Linked DNA regions of Capsicum annuum: region 2 is linked to region 1. A link is a contact called in public Hi-C data. All regions are on one chromosome and are shown on one strand. Each heading gives the region's core, a stretch centred on a gene start, on an enhancer-like site or on the middle of the called end of the contact. The rest is flanking DNA. Distances are from core to core; before and after follow the strand shown. Region 1 holds the start of LOC107853744 (3-oxoacyl-[acyl-carrier-protein] synthase II, chloroplastic). Region 2 overlaps LOC107853747.

Region 1 (4,684 bases), core at 2,034-4,533:
AATCCTAAAAAAAAAAAAAAAAGATAAAGCTATACAAAACAACAGTTTTACAAGGCAATTAACAACCTCGGCTTGATAGACTAACTTCAGGTAAGATAGAACAGATGCATACCAATTGGTATAATTGCTGCATCTGATCCACCGCATAGCATCATGTCCTGCATTGTCAGTGTGTAAAAAGAGAGAACTAAGCTAACTAAGAATGTTAATTCTTGGAATCAAGTCTATGCATAAGGAACTCTGTGAATAAGGGTAGACAATACTGGAAACTCTGCTTCTTAGAGCTTTCTGTGACTTAAAGGCTCGAAACTTACAGCTTCACCTCTAATGATGTGGTTGGCAGCATTCAATATGCAGAAGTTGCTTGTCGCACATGCGGTTGAAATTGAATAATTTGGACCCATCCATCCCTGCAATTGAATTTGTAAGCAGGCACACAAAGCTGGCTTTATTTAATCATACATAACAGCTAGCAACTGAAAACTTATAGCTTTGACTAACCAGGTCCATGGCAAGCATGGCAGAACCCATGTTTGTAGTTGCAAATGGGACACAAAAAGGATTCATCTTCCTATAGGAAACCCTCAGAGCCTCTACTGCATCATTAAAAACCTGCTCAAGTAAAGCAAGTCAGTTAGTGAGTAGTCGCTTAGCTTGGTCCTAGCAAAGACTCAAGTGCCTATATATTGTTCTACTAAGGGATTCTCATTAAAGGAGATTTCAATGCATGGGCAATCATGTACAGGCCATTTCTCCGATTATACATCAAATGTTGGAGAGCAAATAGAGTTGATCCCAAAAATAATAAATAACAAAAGAAAATGGAAAAAGAAAGTTGGCATATTTTACCAGAGAAATTTTCATCAGATTTATGAGTAAAGAAAAGGAAAGTGGATCACCTTCATCCCACCCATAGCAGAGCCAATTAAAACTCCACATCTTCTTTTATCCAATTCATCCATCATGTCATCAGTAATTCCACCATCTGAAAGTGCTTTCTTACCAGCCATTAGCATGTAAAGCATGAACTTGTCCATTCTCTTAGAAAGTTTGGGTACAATCCAGCCATCAGTTGAGAAAGACTTGATTTCTCCAGCAATTCTCTGCAATATGTACCTCAACATCAACATCTAAATAACTAAAGTTGAAGAAAACAGGCCCAAGGAGAAGACGTACTGTAGGATACTGTGAACAATCAAAAGCTTCTATTTCACTTATGCCACTAACACCTTGAAGCAGGTTTTCATAGAACTCATGGGGATCATGACCAATTGGTGTGGCCACACCCATTCCTGTCACAACAACTCGCCTTTCCTTTGTTGGGGGTTTCTTCTTTAGTGAAACTTCCATGGCTGGTTGAGAAGCAATTGCCATTACCTCCCCTAGTAAAAGGAGCGGCCAAGTACATCAAAATATAAGCAGGAAAGTTGATAGCTTAAAGGAAGGAATATTGGAAAATGATATAGAAATTTACAACTTTGTAGTTCTGTGGGAGGAATACTCCAAAGAATACCCAATCGTGTAGGTTGACACAGGAGTTTTTGAAATGATGGATACTATTTTCCAAAAAAATTCCATGATCAAATCGTTTTCTAACATTTTTTGGTAACTCATTTCCTAACATTTTTTTGGTAACTCATTTTCTAACATTTGGTCATCGCAAGGTAACCATTTTGTACCAAAAAAGGGGAGAATAAACTCCTTTACATACACCCAATAATTACAACTCTTAAACTAGCCAACACGCTGTTTTCAATCTCTAATACTAAAAAATATCATGCAACATTATGCACATACTTTATCTTCCACCTTGTTTGATTATCATAAGCACCTACTTATACCCAACCAAACTTTAGAAAAGAACCATTAAATGTTTTCCAGTAAAACATTTCCCACTTAGTATGAGAAAATATACTAGCGGTAGGTCAAAGAAATAACCAAGAAACCACAGTTAATGTGTTCAGACATGATCTCGAAATAAAAGAAGAAACAAGTTTGCAGACATTAAGCTACAAGCCAATTGCATGACCTATCCCAGAACTCGCACACTTTTCACATGACATAATGCCAAAAGGAGGTGGCAAATGTAAGTCTATTATAATCTATAAACCCAATTTCACCGGCCTGGGGCTGTTTAAAATGGAAAATATAAACAGAACGACAGACTCAAAAACTGGCTATAAGAACCAACCTGCAGCCTTTAGAATAGCAGTAGACACACTCCAAAATAACAAAATGCATGACTTTTTTCTTTTTATAACCATGGTGTCCTGGTCAGCTTTCTGGCACCTCGATTAATTCTACAGGGTACCTGTCACCTCCCACACCAAATGACAGATACCAGGTGATACCCGATAACTCTGTAAGAATCACATAGTATTTTTGTCTATGCTGAGATTTGAACCAGAACCTCATTATTCTCAAACCACTTCATCGACCACTACGCCATAACTTGGGTGCATGATTTCCCATCTCGATAAAATCCAATTCTTTAAAAAAAAAAAAAAACTGAATTTAAAAAATGAAGATTTTCTCCCCCGCCCCATACCCAATCACACCCAACCTTAATTTTAACGAAAAGAATCAGAACCGCACATGAAGCAGAAAGACATGATTACCTGTATGAGCAGAGGAAATGAGTTTGGTGCGCCTACTCATTTCGGATCCACAGAATAAAAAGGAGGAGTAATTATCAACAAACAAAGAAGAATTAGAGGAGGAAAAGTGAGTAAGAACATTGTCGGATTTGGTGTCAAGGAAAACCCTTCTTCTTCTTCTAGTTGGAGCAACAGCAGCAGCCCGTTTGCATTTAGACTTAGAAATCCCAAAGAAACCATCTATTTCATGCTCAACAACTGACATGCATGACCCAATCAGCCATGACGATACCGTCGATGACGCCATTCCGATCAAAATATACAACCCCCTTTATATATATGCTTTTCAATGCTGTGCCAACTGAAAGTCTGTACAAGAAAAATAAACCAACACAAATGCTAAATAATGCAGGGGGGGAGAGTTCAGTTCAGAACAACTTCAGAGCAGAGAAGAGGAGGGGGCGAGGGGCAGGGACGGGGAGAGATTAAAGGAAACTGGGTTAGGGGTACGGGTGGCTTATATTCGTGGGGTTGGTTCAATCTGAGAGAGATGAAGAAACCAAAATGCTGTCGTTTTCCTGTATCTCTGCTCACTATAAACTACCAAGCATTTCTGGTCCCGCATTTCTGAGCCAAGCTTTAATTTCATCCTTTTCTTTATTATTTGCTTCATTTCATTTTATTTTATCCTTACTAATTTTAACACTCTAAAAAATTATTTTGTTAAGTTAATATTATTAGTTATATTTTATAAATTTAAATTTAACTATTAATATTCAGTCTATCATACAAGATAGCTGTATCTTTTTTGAGATCTACCACAAAAGGAGATATATAATTCAGACTTTCCAGAAATCTCTACAACTGGGTTTTGTCTGTTATTTCATCAGTAAATTTAGAAGCAAATTCAGTACTTCTATTTATGGGAATAATTTTTCCTTTGTCAATATTGTGAACTAGAAATTTGACATTGGTCTAGAATAAAAACATTTTTGGCCTCGAAACTACTAAGCCATTTTGTATAATGATCTTTCTGAAAAGATCTAGATGTTTAAAATGTATTTCTACGTTCTTTAAGAACACCAGAATGTCATCAATGTTGACAATGATAAAATTACTATGTGGCATAAAAATATCATTCATGATATTCTAAAACTCTGAAGGAGCATTCTTCAGTCCAAAAGGCATGACATTCCATTCAAATTATCTCATTGGAACATTGAAAGCAATTCTATATTTATCAGTTTCTAATAGCTGAATTTGTCAATAACCTGATTTCAGATCAAATTTTAAAAATATTAGAGCATCATACAAACAATCTAATAAATTCTTCTTATTGGGAATTGGATATCTAATCTATTTGAGGACTTTATTCAAATGTTTGTAATTGATAACTAACCTCGGAACTCCTCATTTTGGTTCTGCATACTTATTCACATAAAAAGCAGTACATAACCATGGAGACTCATAGATATTGCCGGATCGCTTCATTGTTTCACTAAGTACCTTCATTATATGCTACTTAACCTTGATAATAAATCAAATCTTAAATCAAGTCCCAATTACGACCCTGCACGCCCATTTGGCTAATCGGTTTTTTCAGGAACATCCGGCATTAATGCCAAGATTGGACTCATAACTGCAGCATCTTAACATAAAGACCTCTGCAACAATGGAGGTTTACAATTCTTATTAATAACAAGATGTCATTTTATACATATAACATATTCTGTTATAGCTCAACACTAAGAATTTAGCCCATCATAGGCTAGAGATAATAAAGTTTAAATTAAATTTAAAATAAAATAAAAATTTAAATTAATCTTAAGACGGATGGATTGTGCTCAGAAGTAAAGATCTTTTATTCCACACTCAGAATTTTTACAAGAGAGGGTGAGAGAGTACAAAAGAGAGGGGTGCTGAAAACTTTTCTCTAAAAAAATAAAAATGAGCTCCTTATATAATGGATGCTCTATACAAAAGACAAAACAAGAAATGACCCTTACCATTCACAATTGTCCTTTACTATTTATAAACGACTCTTGTTTTTTCAAAAAGCTAAGTGTCCTTTACTATTCATAAATGAC
Region 2 (5,149 bases), core at 1,513-4,012, 96 kb after region 1:
GATTATTCTTTAATGGAGTGGTCAACTTTAAAGGCTCAGGAATTGGAGCAGTTTTGGTGTCAGAAATAGGCCAACACTATCCAGCAACCGCTAAGTTGCTCTTTCCGTGTACCAATAAAATGGCTGAATATGAGGCCTGCATCCTAGGTCTCAAGTTGGCACTTGATATGGGTGTTCGTGAATTGCTAGCCATCAGAGACTTAGATTTGCTGATTCACCAGGTACGGGGGAAATGGGCGGTAACGAACTCCAAGATTATTCCTTATGTAGAGCTGGTGCAGGATTTGTGTGGAAGATTTAAGGAAGTTGATTTCCGACATATCTCGAGGATACAAAATGAGTTTACTGATGCTTTGGCTACTATATCCTTCATGATTCAGCAACCAGATCAGAGTTACATTGATCCTCCACCAAAGCCACTCCCATCTTCTCCCGGATAATCTCATTCCTAACTCTGTCCTCTCTAGTAAGCCCACACATCCAACGCAACATTCTCATTTCCTCCACTTTCAATTTTTGGATGTGAACGTGCTTAACTGGCCAACACTCCGCTACATACAACATGGTTGGATGAACTGCCACTCTCTAAAATTTGTCTTTAAGCTTAAAGGGCATCTTCTTATCGCACAACACTCCCGAAGCGAGCCTCCATTTCATCTAACCTGCTCCAATACGTTTAGAAACATCCTCATCAATTTCACCATTTCCCTGGATCATAGACCCAAGATACTTAAAACTAATCCCTCTTACAAACATCCTGGGAGTCCAACCTCACCATCACTTCGTCCTCCATCTTCGAGTCACTAAACTTGCATTCCAAATACTCTGTCTTGTACCTACTCAACCTAAACCCCTTAGACTCAAGGGTTTGTCTCCAAACCTCCAAATTGTCATTCACACCACCACCACCCCCACCCCCACCCGCGTCTCATCAATCAGCACTATATCATCTGCAAATAACATACACCAAGGCACCTCGCCTTGAATACTCCGCGTCAACACATCCATCACCAACTTAAAAAGAAATGGACTAAGAGTCGATCCCTGATGCAACCCTGTCTCGACCGAAAATGCTCCGAGTCTCCTCCCGCCGTCCTCACTCGGGTCTTCCCTCCATCGTACAATAAGTTGAGACTACCATATTATGTCTTGATTTATGAGATATTTTATAAATCAAGGACTTTCAAACAATTGGTAACAACCACTGACAGAAATGCAAGGTAAGACTGCGTATAACACACCCTTGTGGTGGAGCCCTTCCTCAGACCTTGCACACATCGAGAGCTTTAGTGCTTCAGGCTACTCTTTTTTTACTTTTAAACAAGTTATGCCCATGGATAAGAATTGAAACTATCACATTATGTTTTGATTTATGAGATGTTCTAGAACTCCTGCCTGACACGCATGACTTAGTCCAAGGACTTTCAGACAACAAGTTACGGCCCATGAGCAAGAGTTGACACAATCGCATCGTGTCTTGATTTATAAGATATTCTATAACTCTTGCCTTAGAGGTCAGACTTAGCCCACAAGCTACGCCTCATGGATAAGAGTTTGACACTACCATATTGTGTTTAATTTATGAGATGTTTTATTAGTCTCACCTCTAAGACAAGACTTAACTCAAGAACCTCCCAAAAAAATAAGTTACGCCCAATGAGCAAGTGTTGATAGTTTTATAACTCTTGCCTTAGAGACAATACTTAACTAAAAAATTTTCAAATAACAAGTTATACCCCACGAGCAAGACTTGACTCTACCACATTGTGTTTTGATTTATTAGATATTTTATTAGTCTCGCCTCTAAGACAAGACTTAGCTCAAGAAACTCCCAAAAAAATAATTTACGCTCAATGGACAAGTGTTGACAGTTCTATAACTCTTGCCTTAGAGGCAATACTTAACTCAAGAATTTTCAAACAACAAGTTGTGCCCCTACGAGAAAGACTTGACACTACCACATTGTGTTTTGTTTTATGAGATGTGCTATAACTTTTGTCTTAGAGGCACGACTTATCCCAAATGACTTCTAAACAACAAGTCATGCCCTTAAATTTATTTTCATGTCAAAGATCTCTTTACGAATTATCCAATTTTCTATTAATTAGCAAAATATAATAGAAGTTGAGAAAAAAAAATAGAGAAAAGAGAAACAAGATTGAGAAAAAAAAATAGAGAAAAGAGAAACAAGATTGAGAAAAAAATAAAGGTTTAGTAAAAATAGAAGAATAAAAAATAAAAGAAAATAGAAAAAAGAAAAAAAATAAAGATTGAGGAAAATAAAAATGAGAAGGAAAAAAAACAAAGTATGAAAAAATGAAGAAATAGATAATGTTAGAGGAAAAAAAATAAAGATTGAGACAAATGAATTAAAATAAGAAAAAAAAATCAAGGAAAGATAAAAAGTGAAAAAAAAGAAACAAATAAAAATCGAGAGATAAATGAGCAAAAAAGTTTTAAGACATTTAAAGTGTAGAGAGGTAAAAATGTACTTATACTATACATAAAAAGACTAGTTTCTTTTTGGACAAAAAACTAAAGCCACCCAGTATGAAGGCCATCCAATGTTATTTTACGTATTTTTCCGCCCTTACCCAAATTGGCCCGCGTTGTATGTAATTCGAAAGACGGGCCATTTCTTTGTCAACCCAACTGTTTCTTGATTGACAGTAAACAAACTCCATTTGTTGTTGTGTTAAAGGTCTTGAGTGTATTGATATGGTATGATTTAGGTGGTGAAAATCATTTAGTATTATTGGTGAGGAAGCCCGAGAGAAGTAAATTTTAATTTCAAGTGATTTTTGTGAGAAATATCAGGGTTGTTTAAGCAATTTTAATTTCAAGTGATTTTTGTGAGAAATATCAGGGTTGTTTAAGCTTGTTAGAAATAGTCTAAGGAGGTTGTCTACAAAATTTGTAGTCATTTCGTGGAGATATAAATACAATTGTATAAGTAAAGGCATATAAAGTTGTTTCAAAGAAAGGTTGAATATGCAAGCGTAAACAGAAAAATGTGACTACGTGAGTGCAAAGGGTCGTGTTGAGATATATATATTTTTCCCCAAAATTCCCCTTTTTATACCTTTTTATATTTTGATAAAGTGTTTTGTAGGTCAATTCGCTCAATCGAGCCCTGAGTAAGAAAAAATTCTTGGTAGAGAGCGCTACCCCCCGAATAAGGCCTTACCGGCGCGAATCCGAATTAGTCGGACTCCAATGCGGGTACCGGATATCGGATGAGAAACCAAAACAAAAAAAAAAATTGCTCAAAATATCTAAGCCCAAATCAGCCCAACTTTTAGATGAATTAAATTTGAATGGATTGAAATGATGACCTAAGTTAATAAATGAGTGAGTCGAGGTGGATTAATTTTTTTCATATGCTAATTTTGTCACCTCAAGATGCTGGTGAACATGTACTTGGTCCTAATAACATTTGCAGTAAAGAAACAAACTAGAAGCCTCTTGGTTGGTTGGGTGGGGGGATTGGGGGGCTCCCAGAACAATATTGTAGTTAAAGTGCGCAACAGAAAGAAGATAAATCTGTGTCAACAAGATCTGGAAGATATGTGAACTCTCTCCGGAGTTTATTGAAATGATGCAACAAAACTTAAAGCAACTCTCGAACAGTTGCAGCAGTAGAAAATAGATCAATGCCAGAGGCAGATGTTGAAGACAGTTTAAGTAGCATATGAATAGTCTGGCTAGAAAGGAATACGATATTTTGAAGAGAAAAAAAGATCACATTCCTTGTGTTATTTAGATGTATACAAAATTTATACTTCTGATGTAGGGGAATCATTGTAATTAGCATGTCAAATATCGGGACTTGCTAGACTTCCTGATCCTTCAGTAGTGCGTCAAGTCCCTTACTTTTGTACCTGGTCCTTATTTTTAGCTTGGTTTGCCTCATAATCAACTTGTAAAGTTAACTAAAGTGTTTACGTTACCCAAACAAAGTAGTTCTTCATTTCAGTAATGGCAATATGAATCTTCAAAGGATCACACCTGTAACAGAGCTGCCTAAAAACTAATTGTCAGGGCTAAGAAAGCGGAAGGAGGGTAATTGTATGAAGTAAAACTTTGGCTGCATTTGTTTTATTATGATTCAAACATCTGAATGCCTCTATGAATGATTAAGATGTTGTTCAGATCTGAAAACTGAATGATTAAAACTGTTTGTTTTTCAACATCTAATGTGCAAAATTTATTATTTGTTTATATAATAAAAAATTAATTGTATATTACGAAAATATTTGAATTAATACAACAAAATTATTATTTGATTCAAAAAAAATATTTATATTTGCTAGTGATAGTAGAGATGGTTTGTACTGGTGTTGGTGGTGGTAATGATTGATGTGACTAGTAATGTTGGTGGTGATGACAGAAATGATTAGTATTGTAGTGACTGTTATGACTGTAGCGGTGGTGGTGATTGTGAAGTTGGTTGATGGTAGTTTTTTGGAGGTATTGATTGCGATGGCTGAAAAATGAATGTATGATATTTGAAGATGTGTTGGTGGCAGTTGGAGACGCTATTAGCTGTGATAATGTAGATAGTTGTTAGTAGAAATAGATTATAGTGATGGTAGTGGTTGAAGTGGTGGTAGAGGTAGCGATACCGATGACATTGATGGTGGTGGTAGCTGAAGAACGTGCGGAGGTTGATGATGTATTAGTGGTGGTGCTAGTTGTGATAGATAAGTTAGTCGGTAGTAGGGATTGATCGGTAATGGTGGCGGCGTTGGAATTGGTGTTAGTGTTGGGGTGGCGGTGAATATAATTGAAATAATGGAGGTGATAGGTTTTGTAGCGGCTGACAATAGTGGCTGGTAGCGATATTGATTGTCAATGGTAGCTGTGATGGTGGAAGTGGTTGGTGGTGGTGGTTGATAATAGTGGTGGTGATAGAGGTGGTGACTGGTGATTGTGGATAGAATGGTTGTGAATATTATTCAACACAAGCATACCTCTTAATGATATTGACTTAGACCTCATTTGTTTGCACTTAATGGAGGTCTGAATCTGAATGATTCAGATTTCAGATCATTAAGTGCATTTGTTTTTCATTAAGAGGTATTTTTGTATTGGATAATATTCACCACCACTCTTTCCATAATCATCAGTCATCATTACTAACCACCTC

The links. A called contact is a pair of places that touch in the nucleus more often than the background predicts.
Region 2: a Hi-C map of leaf shows a contact between it and region 1, with 2.3 times the contacts expected there. The contact joins the enhancer-like site here to the promoter of LOC107853744 in region 1. A contact is called at or near these places in 3 of 5 Hi-C or Micro-C datasets (bud, leaf and placenta).

The regions. Positions count from the first base shown.
Region 1 is chr7:78,639,083-78,643,766 of UCD10Xv1.1, forward strand. It overlaps LOC107853744 (3-oxoacyl-[acyl-carrier-protein] synthase II, chloroplastic), which reads right to left and starts at 3,284. Exons shown (of 14, transcript XM_016698726.2): 1 at 2,619-3,284; 2 at 1,177-1,382; 3 at 900-1,103; 4 at 502-612; 5 at 315-410; 6 at 113-158; 7 at 1-4. The coding sequence starts at 2,904.
Region 2 is chr7:78,735,494-78,740,642 of UCD10Xv1.1, forward strand. All of the region lies in intron 7 of LOC107853747, which reads right to left. Among protein-coding and RNA genes, the nearest start is that of LOC107853747, 19 kb to the right of the region's middle. Within about 2 kb of position 2,763, at least 3 of the 5 cell types and tissues checked have an H3K27ac peak or open chromatin away from gene starts, as enhancers often do. A contact at or near this core is called in bud and leaf, where this site is marked.